Regions from separate parts of the Mus musculus genome. Here all the other regions are linked to region 1. The links are chromatin contacts, called in public Hi-C and promoter capture Hi-C maps. All regions are on one chromosome and are shown on one strand. Each heading gives the region's core, a stretch centred on a gene start, on an enhancer-like site or on the middle of the called end of the contact. The rest is flanking DNA. Distances are from core to core; before and after follow the strand shown. Region 1 has its middle 16 kb from the start of Gm45805. Region 2 holds the start of Tarbp1 (TAR RNA binding protein 1). Region 3 overlaps Gm51605 (a long non-coding RNA gene).

Region 1 (4,018 bases), core at 1,056-3,555:
TGCTTCAGTGTTTTAGCATTAACCCAAAACGGGCACATTGTAAAGATTTTGAGGCATAGTTCCTGGGTTTAAAAAAAAAAATAGTTTTCTGACTGACCTTGGAGCCTGGGAGGGAAGATGAAACATTAAGTCATCCTGCCATTAAAATTAAGTTCAATCACCCCTAATGGAATGTCACCTCCAAGATAGCCATTAAAGCCACCGGCCTAACCAACTGGCAGGTCCTGCGTATATCACCATTATCCCGTCCCTGTAACAGTCATTTGTCCGAGGCCCCAGGAGACTCTGAGTGCTGCCGCCGTCAATGTCGAGCGGAGGAGAGACATCTGCTGCTTCCTCGCATGCTCCATCAGTGCGGTCAGGGACATGGCAAGGAGGCACAGTGCACAGACCCAGACCAAGACTTTGACCTTGGGCCACCAGGATAGAGCAACCAGGGTAAAAGAGGCTGCCTCATGGTGTGAACTCATGTGGCTGTCACAAGATGCTGTGACAGCCACTCAGAGCCACCAGCACCTGCTGCTCTCCAAGGGCGCAGTCCCAACCTGCCTGCCATTGTCCAGCCAAGTATTTGGAGTGGAGGTGGGGTCCTTGCTAACAGGCTTACTCTGGGAATCTCATTTCTGTCTTCCTGCTGAGGCAAAAATTACGGCAGGACATCATGTCAACCTAGCATATACACAGGTCCTGGGGGTTCAAACTCCAGTCATCAAGCTTAAGAGACAAATGCTTTACCTGATGAGCCATCTCTCCAGCCCCTATCATATTGACTTTTTCTAAGATAGCAGGCAAGAAATGGCTTTCGCCGTGACATTGTGATATGTGCACATCATTATGTTACATTCTTTCGTTTATGGTTTTGAGGTATGATGTCGCTCAGGTTGGCCATGAACTCTTGTAGCAACGGATGACCTAGAACTTCTGATCCTCCTGCTCCCATGTCCAGAGTGCTGGGATCAGAGGCATGTGCTGTCATATCCAGCTTATATTTCGTTCCTATTTGCCGCTCTGCTGCCTGCCCCATCTGTCTGGCACTTTCCTTTCCCCAGAGAGCCTCTCCTGCTCTCACACCACATGAATTCCATCACCCTCTCCTGTCCTCACAATACTTTCCTCATCTCTCCTCCCTTTGTTTTTTCAACCCTGCCTATCTAGAGTCTTCACATGAGAACACACACATACACACACACACACACACATGGCTTCATGTGCAGGCCTTTAAAGCCTGAGCTTTGATAACACAGGCAGACGGGGAAACTGAGACTCAGCCAAAGGAAAATGCTAGAAGCATACCTGTCAGTCACCAGAGACAGAGCCAGAGAAGGTTGGCTTTCTCCTTAGCATGGTGAACGCTTTGTTCTCCCTCCCTGGAGCCCCCTCACCCACTAGTTAGAAACACGGTGCCTGTCACTACCTTCTTCACCGACATAGCCTTTGTAAGAATTACAGAAAGTCGTGTTGGGATGTCTCAGCAGGCAAAGGTGCTTGCCTCTAAGCCTGAGGACCTGAGTTCAATCCCTGACACCCACTCAGGGGAAGAAGAGAACCAACTCCTGAAGGTTGATTCCTGATCTTCACACGTGGACAGTGGTACAAGTGTAGCCCTTCTACATCTGATGGGAACATTTCCTTACCTAGTAGAAGATGAGCATTATCTAGGGCCATAATGAGTTGGGTGTCTCCCCAGAGAGTGTGTGATGACCCCTCTACATCATCTTGCCCTTGGACAAATTGGTTAACTTCCATGGAACATTATTTTTTTTTAAAGTCCCATGCAGAGTGTGTGTTACCTGACCTGTCTCTGGGAACGTGTTGGCCGTGTTCCTACCTCTTCTTCCAGAAAACGTCTATGTATCCTTCAAGATATGGGGCAGAGGTCACCTCTTCCAGGGAGCACCCTAGCTCCCTAGCTATATGAGATGGATGCCTTTCTGTCCCCTGGAACACTGGGTGTTCTCCCGTTGTGGTACTAACGGTGTGACTCTGTAATTCAGTGGCGATCTTCTGGCCAGCAGGGTGGGTTTTGGATTCCTAGATCTCAGGCGAGGTCTAACCCAGGGCAGAGTTTCAAAAAAAAAACTTCATTGAACAAATAAGTCATGAAGCTGAATTTCCCTTGCCCAAGCCATGTTTTCTTACCTGCTCACACTGTAACATATAAATTATGCCTTTGAAAATAACCTTAGAGATGGCAAGATTGCTAGTCAGGTGAGAAATCAAGGCAAGGGGCAGAGACTGTGCCACCCTGCCATGCCCAGCCCTCCTTCAACTGCCTCACTCGATGACACATTAAACTGGAGAGAGGAGGGCAGGCCTCCTGCCCCAGCCAAGCCGTAAAATGTAACGGCAAGAAACCGTGCCCTACTTTCAAGCCATATAAATCCCTGCCAGTCAGATCATGCCAGTTGGTGGACTTCGACCAGAAATATCAATAAGCCTAGGGGGAAAAAAAAACTGGAGGGCAAAGTTGATCCTGCTGTAAGCCAGTCCTAAACATCCAAACTGCAGTGTCATGGTGAGTGTCAAAGGTCATCTGGTCTACCGTCTGACCTGTGTTGAAATCCCTCTGGTCCCACAAGGGATTCAAACTCGTAGGACCTAAGGTTTTTAAGGGGCAGAGATAAAATTTCTTCTATGATGGCACTAAGAGACTCATGCCATCGGGTTTGCTGCCATGGAGACCAGAGAGGTTACACTTACTTTAGAAGGCCCATTCTCCAGAGGAGTGACAGGTCTGCTCTACGCAATCAAGGGCACTTAGAATAAAATGCTCTTCTGGCAACCAAGTAGTTCTCAGCCATCTCTGGAGTCCCAGGTCTTGGGTGAGACCTGACTCGGGGTAGAGACTCAGAAAGAGCTAACCAAATAAATAAACCATAAAACTGGATTACAAGGGCATACATAAGAAGCCAGAGCCACGTGCAGGGAGTGCCCCAGGAAAACTGACCCCAAGCCTTCAGTGGAATCTGACCATGAACTTGCTTTCAAATAAACAGCCATGAGAAACTATTGGGACAACTGGGTTTTGTTCTGTCCTGTTTTGTGAAAGATAGCCAGCTGCCCATGTTTAACAGGTGCCTTACCACTGAGCTATATCTCAAGCCTTTCCCATTTTTTTTTTTGAGATAAGGTCAAATTATACAGCTGAAACTGGTCTCAAACTCTTGCCTCCATCTCCCGAGGGTTGATACTACAGACATATATGATCTCACCCATTGAGCATCTTCAGTGTGTCCTAAGGACTGGATCATAGCAAGGAATGGTGGTCATTTGGGGAACCTCATGGGTATCAAATCATTAAGTCTGTGAAATATGGAATATAGAAACTGACACGACATTTTCAAATGATTAGGTGGAGGCTGACAGGTATAGGTGACGCAGGTTCAGTGACACGTTGGTGGCACACCTTGGCATTGTCACCTTGCGTTCTACTTCCGAGAATCTTTGGGAAGTTCATGAAGTAGACAAGCTAAGAAGAGCAATGTGAGGTGGCAGATGGTGGAGGACTTGGAAGCAAGCAAGACCTCAAGGTGTTAAAAGCCAGGGATGTCATTTAGGTCCCTAGCTGACAGAGATGTCATTTAGGTCCCTAGTCCCACCGAGGCCTAGGAATAGGATGGGCCAATTGCGGCTCAGAAGCCCCAGTCAGATATCCAAACAGGCATCCTATGGAACATCAGAGCCATCTGTGTTGATTGGCTTCTCAGGGGTGTGGAAAACACAGAGAGCCAGGATGCTAGAATAAGACTCATGGGTATTGGGTACTTCATGCAGGCCATGGGCAGGTATATCACAACTTTCCAAAACAATCTATCAGTTCTCGTTCCAGCCCTGACCTCAAGGACAGTCTCCTGTCCCCTTCTGAGCTTGCACACAGCCAGGCTACCTCCAGAGAGGCCACAGCTCTGGTGGGGCAGCACTTTCCCTCTCTGGGAACTATGGGATGTAATTCCTATTGTCCTCTTCCAGGTGCTCTGCATAGCTAGAGAGGGTAGGCTAGCCCAGAGTAGAGCATGAG
Region 2 (4,018 bases), core at 482-2,981, 300 kb before region 1:
AAGCCCTAAAGACAAAACCAAGCTGTTTACAGTCCCAGCTCTGCTTTGAATGCAGGAGGCCCCAAGAGAGCATTCCTGCAGAGACAGGAAAGATGGATCACCCACAAAACCACAAATGTGCAGAGACCATGAGGAAACACAATTCCAAACTTCAGAAAGAAAGCGTCTGAATCCTGAGTTCCAGATTCAGAGAGAGCAAGCGAGAGAGACCCTGGCCCAAAAATAAAATGGAGAATAATCAAGGACAACACCTGTTGACTTTAGGCCTGGGCGCAAGCACACACGATGACTTAAGGGTTATGTTTAGAAAGCACTAACTAACCCTGCTCCTAATATTCCTAAAGGGAATGTCAAGGGATTAATATTTGATTCCGTACCTCGAGTTTCAAACATTAACTTGGGTTACACAGCACCCTTCTTTCAGTTTGATACGGATGTCAACTTTTTTTCTATCAGGATGTAAAGGCGTGGAGCAGGCTTGGTTTTACACAGAGCATGCTACCGCGTGTGCGATATCTTAACCTTCACTGGGTCCACTTTTCCCAAAGTGCAGGAGGAGGCCGGTGTAGGGTACCACATGCAAGTGTCAAATCCGCTCAGGATGAGGTGGACGCCCCTTGAAGGCTGGTTTGAGGTAGCAGAGTGTGGCTGGGGCAAAGAGATAAGTAGGTGCCAGTCTGGAGAGATGGTTCAGGGGTTAAGAGCACTTGATGTTCTTCTAGAGGACTGGAGTTTGACTCCCAACACACACATCAGGTAGTTCACAATTGCCTTTAACTCCAGCTCAAGGGGATTTGATGCCCTCCCAAGCATACGCACGTGATGCACATAAACTTACACAGGCACGCGCGCGCGCGCGCACACACACACACACACACACACACACACACAATTTTGTTTTTTAGAGAGACAAGTGGGTACCTTTTGTGTCCTGGGGGCTGCAGGAGCAGTCCACCGCCAGCTCTGCAGACACCTGTACAGCCCTCTGCAGCAGGTAGCGCGCGCGCTTTCGCGTGAGCCCGTCCTGCGCGCGGCCCAGCCCCGCCTGGACGGTTCTCCAGAAGCGGCCGCAGAGACGGGCGTCGAGATCCCCGTGGCGCTCATGGTTGGTCAGCAGCTTCTCGGCCAGTGCGCTCAGCACCAGCAGTTCTGGCCCAGTGCTGCCCTCAGCTCCCGGTCCCGCGGAGCTCAGCGCGTCCCACGCCGCACGCAGAGCCGGTTCTGCGCTCTGTGCCAGCGCGGGCAGCAGGCGCGCTCCCACGGCCGGCGGCGCGTCCCCGGCCAGCGCCAGCTCCACAGACGCGCGCCCCAGGCGACGCAGCAGCGGGGCATCCTCCGGCGCGCGTAAACACGGCGCCACGGCGGCCAGCAGCTCCACGGCTGGCGCGCTCGGCAGCTCGCGCAGCGCTTCTTCGGCCAGAGTGACTGCCAGCTCCGGTCCTGCCAGGCGCGCGCACGAGCGCAGCGCCGCACTCGCCGCTCGGAGCACGCGGGGCCTCGCAGGCCCTCCGCCCTGGGACGCGTGCAGTAAGGGCACCAGGTGGTCCCTGGCCACCTCGTGTGCCGCCTTGGCCAGCGCGCCGGCGCCCGCGCCGCGCTCCTCCAGCCGCTGCAGCACCAGGCGCAGGGTCTCCGCCCGCTCCGCACTCGCCTCCCCGCCGCACAGCGCGCCCAGCAACTCGCCGGGCTCCCGACTCTGCGTTAGAAGCGCGTCCGCCAACACCCGCTCCATTTCGCGGGGAGTAGACCTGTGCGCGTGCGCCGGCCACCCTAAGCGCGAGTGCGCGTGCGCGGCGAGAGGTTCCCACCCACACATACCCTGCCCGGCATAGGACCGCATAAGGTTCCTTCAACTTTGTTGGGAGTGTGATGCCTCCTGCCACTCACAGTTTTTAGTAAAAAGAGTTGCTGCAGACATAGTATTACACCAGTTCCGAAGTTCCCGATTGGAAATAGGCCTAGGGCCTAAATTTTCTAGCTGGCCCTAAATTCACATAGATATCCTGCAATCCCCCCAGATGGCTGCTTTTTAAAAGGGTGCATGTTAAGAGTTACCACAAAGTCTCTAAAACAATGGATCACAAATGAAATCTGGATTTATGTTTTGAAAATAAGTTATGAGAGCTGAGAAGATTGGTCAGTAGGAAAAGGGCATGTTATGAAAGCATGAACATCTGAGTTAGGATCCCATGGAGAGGTAACTACCATCCTGCGTGGTGGAGACACATCTCCCCGCCGCCCCCCCCCTCCCCGACTCCCCCGAGTCGCTGATGAGCCAGTATGGCTGAGATCAGTTCCAGGTCCAGTGAGAGAGCCTGACTCTTTTTTTTTTTTCATTAGTAGTAAACTTTAATATTGTTCACTTTGCACAAGAAAAGTGGCTCACTAAGAGCTGGGGTTCTGAGGAGAGAATGTTTAGGCATAAATGGGGGAGCTGTGAGAGGCCTGGAGCCTTGGTGAGGGTGGGGCTCTGAGACTGAAACCCAGCCACCAACAAGGAAGAAACTAGCCCCACCAGTGTCACAATGGTGGACAGCTCTGTCCTCACCTTTGGCTGAACGCGGGACCCCTAGCCACCAGGCAGGGTCTGGGCTCCAGCCTGCATTGAGGCATCTTGGCAATCAAGAAGGGAACTGAAAACGGCTTCAGCGAGTGGACGATGGATGAGCCCGTTCAAGGCACAGTGTCCATTAGGAATGATAGGCCCGCGCTCCCCCTGCTCTCTGAGAGTCCAACCTGGGTAGGAGCTGGCAGGCCCCAGGTCCCCTCAGTTGGCAGAGTTGTATTGTAGGACTTGCTGAGAGGCAAAGAGCTTCTTGACAGCCAAGGCCTCTCCCGGCTGCCCCAGCACCAGACAGTTCTCTTTGTTGTCTGACCCAGCAGCCTGGGCTGAAGACTTCTTAAAGTAGCACAGGCGGCACACGGAGTGATACTTGTCGGCTCCGCCAATCACCTCCACCTCTTTCTCCAGACCCAGCCTCTTCGTGTAGGCAGCTTCTCGGAAGCACTCCATGCACACAGCGGTGAGCTTCACCACACTCTCCGCCAGGGGCACCAGGTTCAAGATGCTGCCGAAAGCCTTCCTCTGGAAGGTCCCATCCAGTGCTGCCACAATTACTGTCTTGCCCTCGTTGGCCATCATTTCACAGAAATCCACAATGTCAGGAAAAAACTGCCCCTCATCGATGCCAATGACGGCCACACTCAAGGACTCCTGGGTCACATCGCGGAGCATGCAGGCTGGCAATGCGTCAATGGTGTTCCGATCATGTGTGGAGAAGCTGTTGCTATAGCGCGTGTCTTTGGCATACTTGATGACCAGGCACTTGTACTGGGCGATCTGGAAGCGCCGGACTCTTCTCATCAGCTCCGTGCTTTTCCCTGAGAACATGGGCCCGAAAATCACCTGAATCTGCCCCCGGGTCTTGCTGGGGGAGCTGGGCAGCACGGTGGGTAGATTGATGTAGCTCATGGCAGCTGTGCAAACTTTAGCACCGAGAGTCCGTGGGTGGGGATATTTCGCCGCACTGCACGCAGCCTGGAACATTTGCCCGCCAACAACTCAAAAAGCGAGAGCCTGACTCTTAAGAACAAGGTGGAAATCAGGGTATGGGTGACACAAACCTTTAATCCCAGCCCTGGAGAAGCTGAGGCAGGAGGATCACTGGGAATTCAAGGCCAGCCTGGTCTACAGTGTGAGTTCCAAGACAGCCAGGACTACAAAGGATGCCTTGTCTCAAACAAACAAACAAACAAACAAACACAAGGCAGAGGGCGGGGCAGGGGTGGAGTACGCCTTTAATCCCAGCACTTGGGAGGCAGAGACAGGCAAATCTCTGACTTCAAGGACAGTCTGGTCTACAGAGTGAGTTCTGGGACAGCCAGGGCTACACAGAGAAACCCTGTCTGGAAAACAAAACAAAACAAAACAACAACAACAAAAAAAAAAAAACCACGCAAGATAGAGGGTGATAGAGGAAGACACCATACATCAACCCCAAGCACACGCGCGCGCATG
Region 3 (4,018 bases), core at 866-3,365, 280 kb before region 1:
CCCTTCCACGTCCCTCCCCTTCCACGCCCCTCCCCTTCCACACCACGCCCCTTCCATTCTACAATATAGACAACTTGATCTTGCGCAGGTAACCACAATGGCCATGCGTTCAGGGGTGCCGCAGTCCAGTCGTGTCCGGAAGACATTTCCCTTGGCCCCTTCCCGATCTCTGGGTGTTATAGTCTTTTCATCTCTCTTCCACGACGGTTGCCAAGCCTTGGGCAGGGAGAATTATATAGATGCTTCATTTGTTGAGCCCTCCAACATTTACTCTCTGACCTCTGATTGGTTGTGAGTTTCTGTGTTAACCGCCATCTACTGCACAAAGGCACTTTTCTGATGGGGGCTGGGAACTACACCAATCCATGGTATACAGTTATAAATTTAAAGGGCAATTTGAGGGCTGGGGAGATGGCTCAGCGGTTAAGAGCACCCACTACCCTTCTGAAAGTCCTGAGTTCAATTCCCACCAACTGCATGGTGGTTCACAACCATCTGTAATGGGATCCGATGCCCTCTTCTGGTGTGTCTAAAGACAGCGACGATGTACACATACAAAGTAAGTAAATAAATCTTAAAGGGCAATTTGATTATTTAGTATAATAATAAGCAGTATGTTCTCTCTGGGATCTTTGGGGCTCCCTGACCACAGCACATGGACAGATTTGTGGTACCAGACATCTGTCTCCTCCTGTGGAGTTGGCCCCAAGTCCAACTGGAAACAATAGCATAACAATTACTGCTATTCACAGGGCTCTCAGCTTGAAAAGATAATTGGTGACATGTTAGCCCTGACTGCCTTTCAGTACTGAGAGCTGGCCACAGGGTTGAAGCTTCCTGGTCCCTACTAACTTGATTTCTCTATTTCCAGTAGCCTATGTGTGTGATGTCTTCAGCAATAGGATCCCCCCATCGAGTCTACTGGGTAACCAGGGGCAGAGGCAACACAATGCTCAAGTCTTAATCCCCAGAAGATCATTTCCTCAGAAGATGGATGCATTTGGGGACAAGGCCTTCAAAGAGATGACTAAGATAAAAAGCAGTCAGGAGGATACGTCCTATTTCAACATGATTGATGTCCTTATAAGAAGTAGATTAGGGTACAGGCAGTCATAGAGTAAAGACCACTGAGGACACGGAGAGATAACGGTTGTACCGTGCCCTTGGGAGGCCTCCAAAGACACCAACTCTAAGAAGGCCTTAACCTCAGACTTCTAGCCCCAGAACAAAGAAAATGTTAACTGAATCACTCATCGTGTGGGACACGACTACCGAAGCCAGAGCCATCTTCACAGCTACTTGGTCACATGTCAGGCCTCCTCCAGGTATCAGAGGCTCTTGATATGGTCTGTGATCTGGTCTATCAGCATGAACACCCATGAGGCTGGTGTTCTGAGGGTGTCAACATGTCCACAGGTGGAGTTTGAAAAGTGTGGGGTTCAGCAGACTAGAGAAGAATGTACATATGTTTCAGGCAGGGGTGAGACAGGGACTCCTGTGCTCAAGTGTTAGTGGAGTCGTGACAGGGAGAACATGGTCTGGGAGGGTGTAAGGCAAGGCAGACTTCTCAGAGCTGTAAGCTCGTGTCAAGTGCTGGCCCTGGGGCTGGGGTGCAGCTGAGTTGCTGGAATGCTTACCTATCAGCCGTGAAGTCCTGGGTTTGATCCCCAGCACGATGGTGTGATGATGTGCCTCTATAATTCAAGCACTCAGGAGGTGGAAACAGGAGAACCAAAACCTCAAGGTCTTTCTTGAACACATAGCAAGTTTGAGACCCTGTCTCTAAAAACTAAACAAAACTGGCCTTGAAGCCATTGAAGTCGTTGTCTGGTTCAAGAAGGATGTGAGGCAGTGAGTATCCGGAGGTATAATGATGAGTAGGAGCGGGCACATCTGACCTCCTTGTCTTCCGTTGGTGTTTTGAAACAGATCTTTAAAAAGCCCAAATGAGTTCCCTCTGAGTTCTCCATTAATGAGAAAAAGGCCCGGATGGTACCTGCAATGCTAGCCAGTGACCACCAGATGGCACTCTGTCCCCGCTGTGCAGGCTCACAGCCCAGGGCCTCAGGAAATGTGTCACTGTGCCTCCTTTGCCCGACACTCCCCCTCCTCCCGCAGCAGTCCCGTGTCTACACCACAGGAAGCTCGTCTTTGGGGACATGTGTGAAACTCCACACCGCCTGGCTTAGCTCTGCCTCCTGTTCCTCCTGGGGACATAGCAAGCAAGATCTCACCTACCCTGAAGAGGCCCGAAGAGTCCTCCAGGCGCTCCCGAGCCTGCGTTCTGGCTAGGCACTGAGCTTCCATTTTGAAATCTGCTGCCCAGGAGAAGCACACCCGATGGAAGAGAAGCATATTTCAGAACTATGTATTGATAGATCTGCACCCCTGGCACGAATGCAGCCCTGCAAACACGGCTACCCTGGCATTTAGACCACTTACAGTGGGGTGTAAGACTGACGTAATCCCCAACCTCGGCCCTGGAGAATTAATGAGTTGTTCATGCCATGAGCCGTGAAAGAAAGACTTGCACTGGGGTGGGCGGTTACTGCTTGCCCAGAGTGGCGGAATGAGCCATGGGGCTGGAGGCCAAAGGACTCGGGCCACCCATGCAGGGAATTAACTCCCAGAGATCCATCGCAGGCACGGAGGGCACGGAGCAATCGCTCCATTTGAAGTTTGCATGCCTCTCGGCCCTGCACATCTGAGACTTGGGGTCCATCCCATAGGAACCAGTCCATGACCAAAATCTGGCCGTTGAAAATCTACTGTTGTCAAGCTCTGGCTTTTAGGCAGAGAGCCCTGTCCTTGCTTTCAACTCCAAAAGCAATGAATAATTAATCATCACATTCTTGAATAGAAAGGACGTTTCAATGGATGAGTGACACTTTCAATAGGGTTCTCTGATATTTGCTGTTGCTTCCTTCTGTCTGAAGCAGGACCCCAGGAGTGAAAGGAAGCGAAGACAGAGGCAACATTGTGTTTATTACCGGCTGTGCTTTTGACCCATCAGAAACTGGAGTGGATAGAGAGCAGCTGGATCGGATATTTACCTTGGCACCTGCCCCGCACCAGGCTCTCTCTCTCTCCCATATGTTATATAAGCAGTTTCATGCTCCATACTCGGGGCAATGCTTGGCAGTTGGCTTTGAACCTTTTGTGTGAGTGTATGTGTGCACATATGCCTATGGGTGCCTGTGTGTATGTGTTGCTTGTATGTGTATACATGTGTGTGAAAGGCCAGAAGGCAATCCCAGGTGTCCTTTCTTCATACTATCTGTATTATTTTTTTGAGACTCTTTGATCTGACCTCACCAAGCAGACTAGACTGACTGGCCAGTGAGGCCAAGGGATCTATCTACCTGAGTCCTTGTCTTAGTTAGGGTTTTACTGCTGTGAACAGACACCATGACCAAGGCAACTCTTGTAAGGACAGCGTTTCATTGGGGCTGGCTTACAGGTTCAGAGGTTTAGCCCATTATCATCAAGGCAAGAAGCATTGGCAGCATTCATGCAAGCATGTTGCAGGAGGAGCTGAGAGTTCTAAGTCTTCATCCAAAGGCAGACAGGAGACTAGCTTCCAGGCATCTAGAATGAGGGTCTCCAAGCCTACCCCCACAGTGACATACTTCCTCCAACAAGGCCACACTTCCTAATAGTGCCACTCCCTGGGGCAAGCATATTGAAATCACCAAAGTCCAAGTCCCAAGTACTAGAACTACAAGTGTAAGCCAACACTTCTAGGTTTTTTTGTGTATGTGTTTGTTTTGTTTTTCTCTTTAGTGTGGATTCTGGGCATTAAACTCAAGTCCTCATGGTTGCAGGGCAAGCACTTTACCAGCTAAGTCATCTCCCAGATCCACACCTGGGCTCTCACATGAAGAACCAATGTTTAGAGAGGCGAGGCAGCTTGGCTTGCCCAATGTCACACGTGCTTTAGTAGTTGGCATAAGTCTGACTTCAAAGTCTGGGTTTATCTCTCAGCACCAAAGTTTCATAGACTCATGAACTTCATAGT

Evidence for each region. Promoter capture Hi-C pulls out the DNA fragments that hold promoters and counts their contacts. A called contact is a pair of places that touch in the nucleus more often than the background predicts.
Region 2: a contact with region 1 is called in a promoter capture Hi-C map of embryonic stem cells, with 2.2 times the contacts expected there. The contact joins the promoter of Tarbp1 here to the enhancer-like site in region 1. A contact is called at or near these places in 12 of 39 promoter capture datasets (the 3T3-L1 cell line, 3T3-L1-derived adipocytes, the C10 cell line and 5 more), 1 of 15 datasets of contacts at CTCF or cohesin (the NIH/3T3 cell line), 2 of 484 Hi-C or Micro-C datasets (bone marrow-derived macrophages and hemogenic endothelial cells), 4 of 115 datasets of contacts at active chromatin or transcription factors (embryonic stem cells, fibro-adipogenic progenitors, neural tube and 1 more) and 3 of 9 other capture datasets (adipose tissue, macrophages and pancreatic islet).
Region 3: a Hi-C map of liver shows a contact between it and region 1, with 3 times the contacts expected there. The contact joins two enhancer-like sites. A contact is called at or near these places in 12 of 39 promoter capture datasets (the 3T3-L1 cell line, 3T3-L1-derived adipocytes, the C10 cell line and 6 more), 5 of 15 datasets of contacts at CTCF or cohesin (the NIH/3T3 cell line, embryonic stem cells, large pre-B cells and 1 more), 36 of 484 Hi-C or Micro-C datasets (B cells, the Ba/F3 cell line, the C10 cell line and 24 more), 24 of 115 datasets of contacts at active chromatin or transcription factors (the 230-238 cell line, the HPC-7 cell line, T-cell acute lymphoblastic leukemia and 18 more) and 1 of 9 other capture datasets (embryonic stem cells).

Annotation. Positions count from the first base shown.
Region 1 is chr8:126,772,601-126,776,618 of GRCm38.p6, forward strand. No RefSeq gene overlaps it. Among named protein-coding and RNA genes, the nearest start is that of Gm45805, 16 kb to the left of the region's middle. Within about 2 kb of position 2,306, at least 25 of the 459 cell types and tissues checked have an H3K27ac peak or open chromatin away from gene starts, as enhancers often do. A contact at or near this core is called in 3T3-L1-derived adipocytes, liver and pancreatic cancer cells, where this site is marked.
Region 2 is chr8:126,473,334-126,477,351 of GRCm38.p6, forward strand. It overlaps Tarbp1 (TAR RNA binding protein 1), which reads right to left and starts at 1,732. Exons shown (of 30, transcript NM_001159907.1): 1 at 922-1,732. The coding sequence starts at 1,732. It also overlaps the pseudogene Gm6091.
Region 3 is chr8:126,495,651-126,499,668 of GRCm38.p6, forward strand. It overlaps Gm51605 (a long non-coding RNA gene), which reads right to left. Exons shown (of 2, transcript XR_003947621.1): 1 at 1,638-4,018; 2 at 1-216. Among named protein-coding and RNA genes, the nearest start is that of Gm51605, 3.0 kb to the right of the region's middle. Within about 2 kb of position 2,116, at least 354 of the 459 cell types and tissues checked have an H3K27ac peak or open chromatin away from gene starts, as enhancers often do. A contact at or near this core is called in 3T3-L1-derived adipocytes, liver and pancreatic cancer cells, where this site is marked.